Linked DNA regions of Gossypium hirsutum: regions 1 and 3 are each linked to region 2. The links are chromatin contacts, called in public Hi-C maps. All regions are on one chromosome and are shown on one strand. Each heading gives the region's core, a stretch centred on a gene start, on an enhancer-like site or on the middle of the called end of the contact. The rest is flanking DNA. Distances are from core to core; before and after follow the strand shown.

What was found. A called contact is a pair of places that touch in the nucleus more often than the background predicts.
Region 1: a contact with region 2 is called in a Hi-C map of leaf, with 2.0 times the contacts expected there. The contact joins the promoter of LOC107896752 here to the promoter of LOC107896748 in region 2. A contact is called at or near these places in 2 of 34 Hi-C or Micro-C datasets (anther and leaf).
Region 3: a Hi-C map of leaf shows a contact between it and region 2, with 2.3 times the contacts expected there. The contact joins the promoter of LOC107896819 here to the promoter of LOC107896748 in region 2. A contact is called at or near these places in 7 of 34 Hi-C or Micro-C datasets (anther, callus, leaf and 1 more).

The regions. Positions count from the first base shown.
Region 1 is chrA10:86,302,232-86,306,052 of Gossypium_hirsutum_v2.1, forward strand. LOC107896752 reads right to left here and starts at 2,214. Exons shown (of 4, transcript XM_016822017.2): 1 at 1,590-2,214; 2 at 142-478. The coding sequence starts at 2,077.
Region 2 is chrA10:86,862,519-86,866,405 of Gossypium_hirsutum_v2.1, forward strand. It overlaps LOC107896748 (expansin-A4-like), which reads right to left and starts at 2,432. Exons shown (of 3, transcript NM_001326844.1): 1 at 2,237-2,432; 2 at 1,839-2,151; 3 at 1,150-1,764. The coding sequence starts at 2,396. The coding sequence ends at 1,461.
Region 3 is chrA10:87,604,001-87,607,927 of Gossypium_hirsutum_v2.1, forward strand. LOC107896819 (probable serine/threonine-protein kinase PBL1) reads left to right here and starts at 2,020. Exons shown (of 5, transcript XM_016822100.2): 1 at 2,020-2,217; 2 at 3,304-3,927. The coding sequence starts at 3,348.

The DNA.
Region 1 (3,821 bases), core at 964-3,463, 560 kb before region 2:
TAATTAATTAGATGTGCTTTTTACTACTGACCATTTTATGAAAGATTTAACTATATTCTTTGATTATAACATAAATAACGAAGGCAAATGCAACGCGAACCCTGAGTTGAAGTTAAAAAAAGGGAAAGAGAAGAGACTTGCCTCAAGTTGATGTCCAAAGGTGAGAATAAGGGTGTCAGGAGCAACATCAAAAGTTAAAAGTCGAGGCCCAGTTTTGAGAGAAAATTGGCAGTGCTTGGTTGGAAGGTGGAGGCTTAATGTATAATCACAACAATGGCCGTTTTCTTCTTCGTTTACGTTTGGATCTTGGTCAGCCAACTTATCCTCATTACTATTATTATTGTATTTGTATATGCTCACAACTGACTCTCCTCTTCGAAATCCCTTCCTGCCTGCCTGCCTTGCATTTTCTACCAATATCTTCCCCAATTCTTCCGCTACATCCTCCAGTTTACTTGCTACTTTCTCTACTTTTTCACTATTTCAAACCAAACAACCCACTTTTCACCATATTTACATACATACAGTAATACTATATCAACTTACATTGCTATAATGTATATCTATTTTCACACATTTTTATCTCTATCAATATTTAACAATTCCACTTCTAAATCAAATAATTTAGTCATGTTCTCATGCATGTAAGGTTTCGAAGTAAAATTTATATAAAGTAAATGAATTATTCCATGGAATATCAATTTTCATAATGGCCAACAAGCTACTGGTCTAGTGTTGTATGTGAGGATTCAAGTGTTAGCAGGCTATCTAGGGTTCTTTCCTTATGAAACACCCTCCCTATCCCTTAGGTTTTTTTTGTACTGCATGTAAATTTTTTTACATAAAATTAATGAATTATTCCATAGAAGATCAACTCTCATAATTGTGACATTTTCCCCTATTATGGCTTATTTTGATGTTTTATAAACCAAAGAAAAAAACACTTAATCAATATATATAGATAATAAGCATATCAAATTAGTTTAAATTAGATACAGATAAATCTAAAATTTACACCAAAACTTGGATTTTATACATGCAATTCAAATTTCATTTACCTACTACATCTACATGTCATCATTTTATATGTTTATAACAGACACAACTATTTATATTTACCTAACATAAACACTTATAGATTTATCTGGCTTCTTTTTTTTTAAAAAAAGGTATCAATGTTTTCGAAGGCTAAATTTTTTATAATAATGCTTCATCTTGTTTTAAAATAAAATTTTAATTTACAAAATAAAAACATTTAGTCATAATTGTATTTCAATTCACGTAAGTGTTTAATATGCATACTAATCATGTATAAACGTGCATGCACATTACACAGTAAGCTATAATTTTGAAATATATCTCAATTATATATATACACAAGTGATCCAGTATATTGTTAAACTGGAGGGTTAACAAAATTATTATTTTACGTAAATTTTAATTTTAACCTCTGGCCCAAGCTAAAAGAGTATAAAAATAGGTACACAAAAATCAAAATTAGGTGGTGAATAGGGCCCAAAAAGCCCAAGGAATTTAAAGAAATTTACTCATGTTTCTGTGGAAGGTGGCGGGAGGGACGGTTAGAATACCTGAAGCTGTGATACAAGTGAACGCCGATATATTGGCGAGCCCACTCCATCCTCTCGTCTTTGCAATCAATCCACACAATCTCCTCCCTCTTTCCCGCCGAATTCCTCCTGTATCCCGTATCTCTCTCTTCCAACACCCCGAACACTCTCGCCGCCTCTTTCACCGTCGCCCTTACCTCCTCCCCCGCATCGATCCCATGCAGCCCTATCGCCACCACTCCATACTTCCGTGCAGATCGCATAAACCGCTCGACCGACCCCACCTCCCTTAAACCAAGGGATTGGAAATCGACCTTATCGGGTAGGCCGTGGTGGCGGAGTGTCTGGCACTCGGGTAGCGTTAGGTCGGGGATCTGTAACGACTTCTCGAGAAAGTCGGTTAAGATCTCGTTGGCAGCGGATCGTGAGCCGGTGGCGGTTGGGATGGGTGATGGAGGTGGGGCCTTGATGCTAAGCTTGCTCATAGAGCGCATTACAGGTACAGCCATGGAGTCGTACAATAAGAAAGAAAGGAGAAAGGAGGGTTCGGTTGAGAGGGGTATTAAAAAAGGAGGAGTAGACTAAGTCATTTGGGTGTCCAGTGGAAGTGGAGGTCCACTCCACTTGATCATCTTCCTTTCGCTTTGCTTTCTCTTCTTCTCTTTTGTCCTATCGCCACCTGTAACTCTTTGACTTCAAACCCTGGATCCAAATGCACTAGATTTCGCCACGTCGTTCATTAAAAAGGCCTTACCTGGACCCCCATTTTGTTAGTTGGGACTTGTAATCTGTGTTCTTTCCGAATTTTAAAAATAAACTAATATGGCTATTTAAAATAAAAAAGGACAACAAATTGTTGAATGGATTTATAAACCAGAAAAAGGTAAAGCAAGAATTCCTTTCCAGTAATAAAAATTAAAAGTAAGTCTATTTCCTAAGCAATTTTAAAAAATTAATAAGTATTTTTTAAAATATTTTTATTTTAATATTTTATTATATTTTAATAGGGTACTTGTCAAACCTTATTTATACTAAAAACTTCACTAATAATTTGCGAAATAGATTTTCAAAATTTACATGTCAAACAATTACAAAGAAATTCTTAATTGGTTTTTGTTTGTATGATTAATATTTTAATGGTTCCATCCTCATATTACAATTATATAGATCATGTATGTTATATTTGATGGAAATTAAATTTTTTTAATTATTTTTATATTAAAAAATTTTTAATCATTCAATAAATATTAATATATATACTTTTTAATATCGATATGATAAAGATATCAAATCGATTCAATTTTTTGCATATAGTATAAGCACAATTATATCAATAAATTTAACGGTTAGATCTTTAACAGTTTTCAATCTCTCCCCTATAATCTTTTATGAGTTAGTTGCACTAAGCACCCCTAAACTATGACTATCATTTTAAATCGGTTCACAAACTTCAAAATATTCTAATTACATCTCAAACTTAAAAGTTATATCAACCAAGTCTTTTCATTATTAAAAACATTAAATGAAACGTCAAATCTTATGTAGCTAAATTTGAAATAAAAACTTTTTCAAAAAAAAGATGTTGCAATATTACTTTTAAAAGTAAAAATTAAAAATAAAATTAAAAACTAAAAATAAAATAAATCTAAAAAAGAAGAGATTGGACGATTAAACATACGAAAAAGCTTTGAAAACATTAAAAAATTAAGATTTTTCAACATCCATTTTAATAATATGATTTTTTCTTCTTAAAATTTTCATTTTTGTTTATACCGTATAAGATTTGAGGTATCATTTGACATTAAATTAATGATTTTAATACCAAAAGGACTAGATTGATATAACATATGTAATTTACAGATGTAATGAGAATTATTTAAAGTTTAAGACTAATTTAAAATAAAGTCCATAGTGTAAAGAAGTTTGGTGCAATTAATCTTTTTAATTTATAATTTAATTAGTCAAAATTCAAAAAGAAATACGAAAAGGTAGAGCTTTCTCTTTCATAAATTTCTTTTGGTCAAATAAATGAAAAGTATTATGAATAAAGCTAATTGGTTTTTAGAAATGAAGGTGATTATGAATACCCTTATTTTTATTATTGATTAGTATGGTCCTCCGCTTATTTCGTGTTAGATCGATTATTTGCTTGTATCTGATTATAAAGTAAAAAGTTGAATATTAAAATATGCTTTAAGTATATATATATTTCGTACATTTAAAATTTAGTTTATTTATATTTAATTTTAGGAA
Region 2 (3,887 bases), core at 1,182-3,681:
GATCTATTTATCCAAAATAATTAAATAAATGAGTCATTAAGGTGGTTAAGCACTCTTCTATGTTATATTGTTTTTGTAAGTTGAATAAGAAAAACTGGCTCTGAAAGTAGCCAACATTTATTGCACTTAGAATGATAAACAGTTTGCCAAATTACCAAACAAAAACGGGTTACAACTCAATGTTAATAGCAATGCGAAAAAACGAACCTCCTCTTAGTTACTAAAATGTGCATGAAAGATATCAAGCTAAGATACAAGAGTGTGTCACGTGACAAACTTGAAAAGTCACCACAAGTTCGCTTGATATGTCTGAGATGAGCAAATGGCTGCAAGATCCTCCAAGTCATTGGTTAGTTGTAACACCTTTTTTCTTTGGTAATTTGGCCTACTCTTTAACATATCAAGTGTAATATTTACTACTTTCACAGTCAGGTTTTCTTATGCAAATTACAAAGTGAGATAAAACATGTGGCTTCAGTTATCACATGACACAACTCTCATAAGTATGCAAATCTATTGCCCCCATACCTTGTGCTGGCCTCCAAAGCTTGTACTATAGGCCAATATCATCATTTGTAGATCGGTTCCGTGGTGAATTTTGGGCTTTGACATTAAGTTTTTTGGGATGTAACTAAATTTTCTAAAAGTTTGAGAGTTTTTATACGAATTTTCAAAATTTTAAGTAAATCTAATTAAAATTTAAAAACTTTTGAAGGCTTAATGAGAAGTAAAAAGGAAAAGTTAGAGGAGTCCAATTAAAATATTTGAAAATTTAGAAAAACTCGAATGAGGGACTAATTAAAATTTTGGGAGTCCCGACCCCAAAGACTATCTTGGCCATGAAATCCATTGCATGGTTTGGCTCCCTAGAAGTATGACAAATGTGCAACTCCCGCTCTCTGCTACATAGCACCTTGGGCAAAATTATTTGCCTCAACAAAGCTACCATTCAACATATGCACCACTGAAATAGTAACTTATATTAGGGGCTTAATCTTACTATATGAGTGCTCAACTTAAAAAAGATGATACATCTTTTATATCTTATATGATGTCTCAATAATTCATTTATACACTCCTGATTCAATATTGCATCATAATTTTGATTAATGACATTAGTTGATAAATCATAAAATATGTCGAAAATACTTGCAAAAATAAATGACCCATTATTTATAAATTATAAAAAAAGGTATTTCAATAATGAAAACCATAAATATCATGGTCAATCATCAACAAACAAATTTCAGACATTATGGATATATCCTCTAGAGTTCAAACTTAATAGTTTGGTTCACTATAAGAAATGTATAGATTATAGGCTAATGGCACTTGCTCGCCTATTTCACACATAAAGCCAGCGGGCGCCATTTTGCTACCTCGGCATAAAACGCTCATGTGCCTTATATAAGTAATATGTCAATTCCAGTTTTATATTAGACAGACACTATAATATTGTCTTAAAACTGGCCTCCTTCAAAAGTTTGTCCGAATTGCCAACCAGCAGGCACTACATTGTAGGCTGTGATAGTCCTGCCATCGCTGGCAGTCACTTTAAAAGAGAGGCTTTGTCCGTTAAGGTAAGCATTGCTCTGCCAGTTTTGGCCCCAATTTCTGGACATAGGTAGCCATCCTGTTCTGGAACCCTTGATGGACACTGACGTTATATCCCCTGCCCCTCCCACGTTCGTTATCAACACCATGTTGAAGTACGAATGTCCATTCATGGTGTACCTGATGCCTCCTTTCTTCACACATGACACCCTGCAAAAGGTCAAACACCCAACAGTTTAACATACCTTAAAGAGTGATGATTTGAATTGAGTTTTATTCACCACCTTCTGAACATAACAGGGACGATTCCAGCTCGATATTCTGCTATCCGCAAGAATGCCGGTTCGGCCAAATCAAAGTGTTCTCGTGGGGGATTGCACCACCCGCCATTGTCACTAGATAAAGCATAGTTAGGTGGACAAAAGTTGGTGGCTGTCACGGTTATGGTTCGACTAATGCACCATTGAGGATCATTGTTGCACCGGAGCTCGTAGCAGGCACCGCAGCTCAAGCCATTGTTGAAAAGTGCAGTGCTCAAAGCTGCTGTGCTCGTTCCATACCCTTGACTGTACAGGTTTCCATAACCACAAGCTCCCCCTATAGAGAACATCACAAATTAAGAACATAGCCTAGAGATTTTTATGTAGGTAATGCCGTAATGGTTTGAAAGTTTGAAACTCACCCATTGTGCCGGTAGCATCAGCACCACCGTAGAAGGTGGCATGGGCAGTTTGCCAACCACCATTGTCATCTCCATTAGCACCAAGGAAAATGGAGTTGCAGACACTGAACAAAAAGAAGAAAAGTGGAAATATTTGCAACATCATCGTTTTGGTTGCCATTTGAGTAAGAGCTAGCTAGCTCAAACAATTGGCTGACCTAACCTTATTGATTTGAGGAGAGAAAAAGTGTATAGCTATTTATACAAAATGAGAAAGAGTTTGTAGTACAGAAGATGACAAGCAACGCTAAGTACCGTACGTAGCTAATTAAGTGGTGAAAGAGTACAAATTTGGAGGATAATTAAGGCTTAAGCTATACATTAAAAGGGCACATGCAAAATTTTAATCATAGATATGATGGTATCCAGTATCCATTATTTGCTCAACGACTTGTTTTAATGGATATAAATATAGATGGATGGAAACATAATGTTTAATTAAACCATAACAATGGCGGAAGGTTGAGCGAGGGGTTATTCCAGCGCAGTCTCCTAATTGCTTGCAATTGAAGCCACTTGAAACAAAACTAAAAAAATCTCATTTAACTCCAGCCAACCACCTCAACCATCGGTGGAGTTACACTTTACCAGTTAATTCCCCTATCATTTGAAGTTGGTAATAGTGAATGGTGATGAGTAGGTTCATTTTCAGTCAGCCAATCAGACTCAGGTTTTTCGTTTTTCACAAGCGCCGATCAGGGAAGGACTGAAGGTGAAGAAGTCGCCATTTTCTAGAATACAATTTTCTTGACTTTCTGAAAATAGAAATTGTTCTATATAAGATGATACGTACTAAAAGTTTCTATTACTTCATGAAAGTTATTTTAACAGGGGTAACTAACTCTTAGTAAGTTTTCCTCGGTTAACTTATTAAATTATTGAAAATTTTTCATTTAAATTAGTATATTGTTAAAATTGTTATTGTGTGGTCTTCTTTGTTCGCACTGTTTGTGCCAATCAAAAGATATTTTTTTCCTTCCCTCTTACACTTTAGTTCTTTTTCATGAACCAGCTTTGAAGTCATAAATTTATGAATCAAAATCCAAATATTTTTTTTCGATTTTCAACACTGACCGTAATATCAACTTGGACCTAATGTATATTCTATTTGTCAATAAGTATAAATCCATTGTATCACTTATCGAATCGTAGCTTGGAACTTGCTAATCGAATTTTTAAAAAAAAACTTAATAGCCCGGTGACTTAAATAAAAACTTTTAAATATTCCAGTAACTTAAATGAAAATTTTCGAATAGTTCAAAGACCATTTTTTAACTTTCTGAAATTAAGTGATCAAAACGTAAACTTACTAATAGTTGAGTGCAAGTTACACTTTTAATAACAATAAAATAATAAAATAATAATAATTTAATTAGCTAAAACTAGAGAGGTATTATAGTTTTTTTGAAAAAAAAATTATAACTTTCTAATTTTTTTAAAGTGTCGATGGTCGAAAGTTGATAAATCTTTCAACGTATCAATATTATTTTTGAGGGCTGTTTTCTAATTTTATTGAGAATTTAAGTGACCAAAGAAATTGTATGAAAAAATGACGAGTTTGTCAAATGCCTAAAAAGAGACATCATGTGTCCATGCATGATCATTCACTAAA
Region 3 (3,927 bases), core at 770-3,269, 740 kb after region 2:
AACGCCATCACAATCTCATTTCAACAAAATCAAGCGAACTGCCAAACCATTGAAACCACAGGAGAGAGTTGCAGCATTGTTTCTCTCTGTGACCCAACCGCATATGCATCACACTCTATGTTGCCATAGGTACTGAATGACAATTAGGTTCTGATCTTTTTGGTGTTTCAACTACCATATATGATATTTATGCCTTCTTTGGACATTGGTATGAAAATGTAATCTTCTAATAAATTTTCAAATTTTAAGAAGATTTTAAATGTATCTCATATCAAACATATATTCATTCCACACTCACAATCTAATTTGAGTATTGTTGGGCAAATGTGGTGTTGTGTATATTATATACATATAAAACAAATTTTAAAATAAATATAATTATATACACTATTATTATTATTTTTTTGCTAAATGCTCAAATTAAGGCATAACTTTTTAGGGGTTACTCGTATAAAGGTCAAATATTTTAAAATGGTCATATAAAGGCTAAATCTCTATGAAAATACTCAAATAAAGGTTTTTTACGCACTAAACCTTAGTTTGTGGGAAAAATTAGATGGATGCTGATGTGTTTAGAATGGAACACATGACAACTGAATTATATATTACTCAAAAATAAAATAAAAGCAAATACAAAATATGAAAAAATATAAACTGTTTTAAAGCCTTTATTTGAACACTTTTGAAAAGGTTTGGTATTTATTTGACCATTTTTAAAAGTTTACCCTCATTCAAGCACATTTGAAAAGGTTCGGTTCTTATTGGAGCAAAAGTTTGACCCACAATTTGAGAATTTAACCTAGGATAAACTGCACCCAAGATCGCAAAACTATTAGTTACTTTACGTTTTTGGTCACAAACTTTAAAAAGTTACAAAATGGCCAGTGAGCTATCCAAAAGTTTTTATTTAAGTCATTGAGTTGTTAAGGTTTTTTTTTTAAATCTGACTAGTGAACTTTAAGTGAAGATTTGACAATTAGTATGATAGATTAGTTAGTACTCATTGACAAGTGCAAGTTGATCTGACAATCAATGTCAAAAATCGGAGAAGAAAGCTGTTTGGATTTTGATTTGTATATTCGTGCCATTTAAAGTTGTTTCATAAAAAAACTAAATTGTAAAAAAAAAAGAGAAGAAAAAGAGCTTTCAATTGGTGCAGACAGTCCAAACAAACTTAAATGAGAACTTTGAATAATTCAATGACCATTCTGTAACTTTTTAAAGTTAAATGACTAAAACACAAACTTACTAATAAATAGTTTTTTAAATAATAATTGTGAAATTTATAGCTTGGGAGAAGAGGATGAGGCACGGATCCAACCGGAAGCCAAATTGGGCTAATGTTAAAAAAATCCAAGATTAGCAGTGAAAGTGGGCCCAGGTTCGACCCAGCAGGATTTTGTTTTGGGGCGCGTGTGCAGTCACCAGGTTAGGCAAAGCAAAGGACAAAGTGGTAGGGTCCCACATAGCCTTTATTTGTATTCAAAAGAAAAGATCTTTGAAACCCACAATGAATCGGACGGTCACAGTTGATAGTTAAATGCCTATCTTGAAAGGTAACTTTGACCACACCCCCTTTTTTTTATCAATATAAAAAGGAACTAATTTTCAAAACTGACTGTCCAGTCACATCAATCGATGGGCTCCTTCGTTGAAAATCTAGCTGCTGCACTCTTCATTTTACCCTTTTACCCACCGTTCTTTCTACAGTTTCCCTCCCTTACCTAACTAACATAAGCTTATTTACTTTCGCTTTCATTCTCAAAACACTTCTTTTTTCAATGGTCAAACGAATGAGAATCCCACAACAAATATGCTTGGAAATTTTGTGGTAAAGAGAAGGATAAAAGTGTCAAAGTACAAAAATTGAGAAGGCGTGTATTTCTTGTTGAAAGAAATTTTAAAATAAAATATTAACTGTTAATTAACATCCGGGTTTTGGTTGGTTTGACCATTGCTGCTGTCTTTTTCTCTCTATTCAATTTAAAAAAAAAAAAGAATTTCTTCTTCCTATAATAATAATAATATTCTACTCATCTTTTGCCTACTTTTTTTTTTCCTCTCAAAACCTCTATCACAGTGAACAACTTTTCTCTCCATTACCTTTCTTTGACTTGCAAAGTTGTTCTCCTCAAACTAACCAAAAAAGGGATTCTGGGTTTTCAGCTTTCTCTGTTTTCCTACTCTCTTTCACCTTTGCATGACCTGCTTTCATAGGTTTGATTCTCACCCTTTTTTAATTTTTTTTCTGCTGAAAACCATTGAAATTTCGTTAATGATTTCTGGGTGTGTTTTGTTTGAAAGTTGTGTTTTCGCTAGAATTATTTCAATTCTTTTATATTAGTCATGCAGATAAGAATATTCTTAATAGTGGATTAGTGGATGTGCAATTTATGGTTTTTTTTTCCTATTTTCGGTTTTGGATTATTTTGGATCTGTGGTTGAATTTTGTAAACCCAGATGCTGGTTGACGAATTTTCTTCTTTTTTTTTTTTAAATTATGTTTGCATAATTGTGTCTATGCTGATTTGGACCATGAAATGGTTTGCTGAACAAATGACCTTTTTCTTTTTGTTAAAAGAAAATGAACTTCCCCTGCAAATCTCTAGTTTGCATTGTGCATGTGTTTGGTGTTTCTTTTTTTTTCCCTCTCTTTTTATGCATCCATGGTGATAATTTATTACTAAATATGCACTTGAAAGTTATAACCGGCTCGTCAGCATATTCACTGAATTATTTTAGAGTTTATGGAATTTGATCTCTTGACCCATGTTGACGTTTGTTGTAATTGTTTATAAAAGATTTGAACTTTGGGCACCGGACACTTTTGTTTGAGCTAGGTTTTGCTAGGTGGGCTTTTATTCATCTGCCATATAATCTTTGCGATTACTAAATTGAAGATAAGGGAAGGGGTTTTTGTTGGGGGGGGGGGAAGGGAATTGATGTAAATTACAATGCGATCTTTGTGTAGATATCTGTTTGAACATGTTTTCTTACATATGATTTTATCTTAACCACTTTATGCAACTTTTATTCAATATATGCAGTCCTTCGTTTCATCATAATGAGACGTCCAATGGCTGGAATATTGTAGTTTAGGCAATGAGTATTTGAGATAATTAATATTGTTGGTGGTATGGATTGTTTATCTGATATTACAAGACAAAAATGATACCCCGGTCCTCTTTTGTCCTTTTTGCACCTTGTTCCTATTCTGCGATGAGTAGATTTTTGCATTATTTATGTTCTAGCCGATTCAAAGCTTCTGTTGATTTGTGTGCTTTCTTCTTTGTCCTCTTGCAGAAACATAAAAGTCCGAAATACGATTTAGGTTGTTTGTATATAAGATGGGGTGTTTTACAGTTTTGAGAACCAACAAGAAAAAGTCCAAGCAGTCAGTTTTTGTAAAACACATTGCTCATAAAGAGCATATTCCTACCATGCTGCCTGAGCCCCAAATTCAGACCCGATCACTGCAATCTGCACCCCCAAGTTTTATAACCAGAGTAAAACCAATTCAATCTAATAACAAGGCAAGCTGCAATAGGACACGTGCATTATCTGCTCCGTCAAGTCTTGATGCTGCCGAGCAAGATGAGCTTGTGTCAGTTGAATTTGAAGAACAAGAAGAGTCGAAGAGTCGTGTTGGTTTAGTCAAGGAACAGAAGTCATCAAGTCCACAGCCTCTTCCACTTCCATCTCCCCACAGTACTGCGCTGAAGACAATGGGAAGTTTTAAAGCAGGGAATGTTAGTGGCCCTCTTTTTGCTTCGGGACCATTACCCCTGCCTCCCTCTGGAACACTACGTAACTTCGCCTATGAAGAAATTGCAGCTGCTTGCCATCATTTCTCTTCCGATCGATGCACATCTGAGGGTCTATCTTCTGTTATGTACAAGGCATCCTTCGGAGATGACACATCAAGTA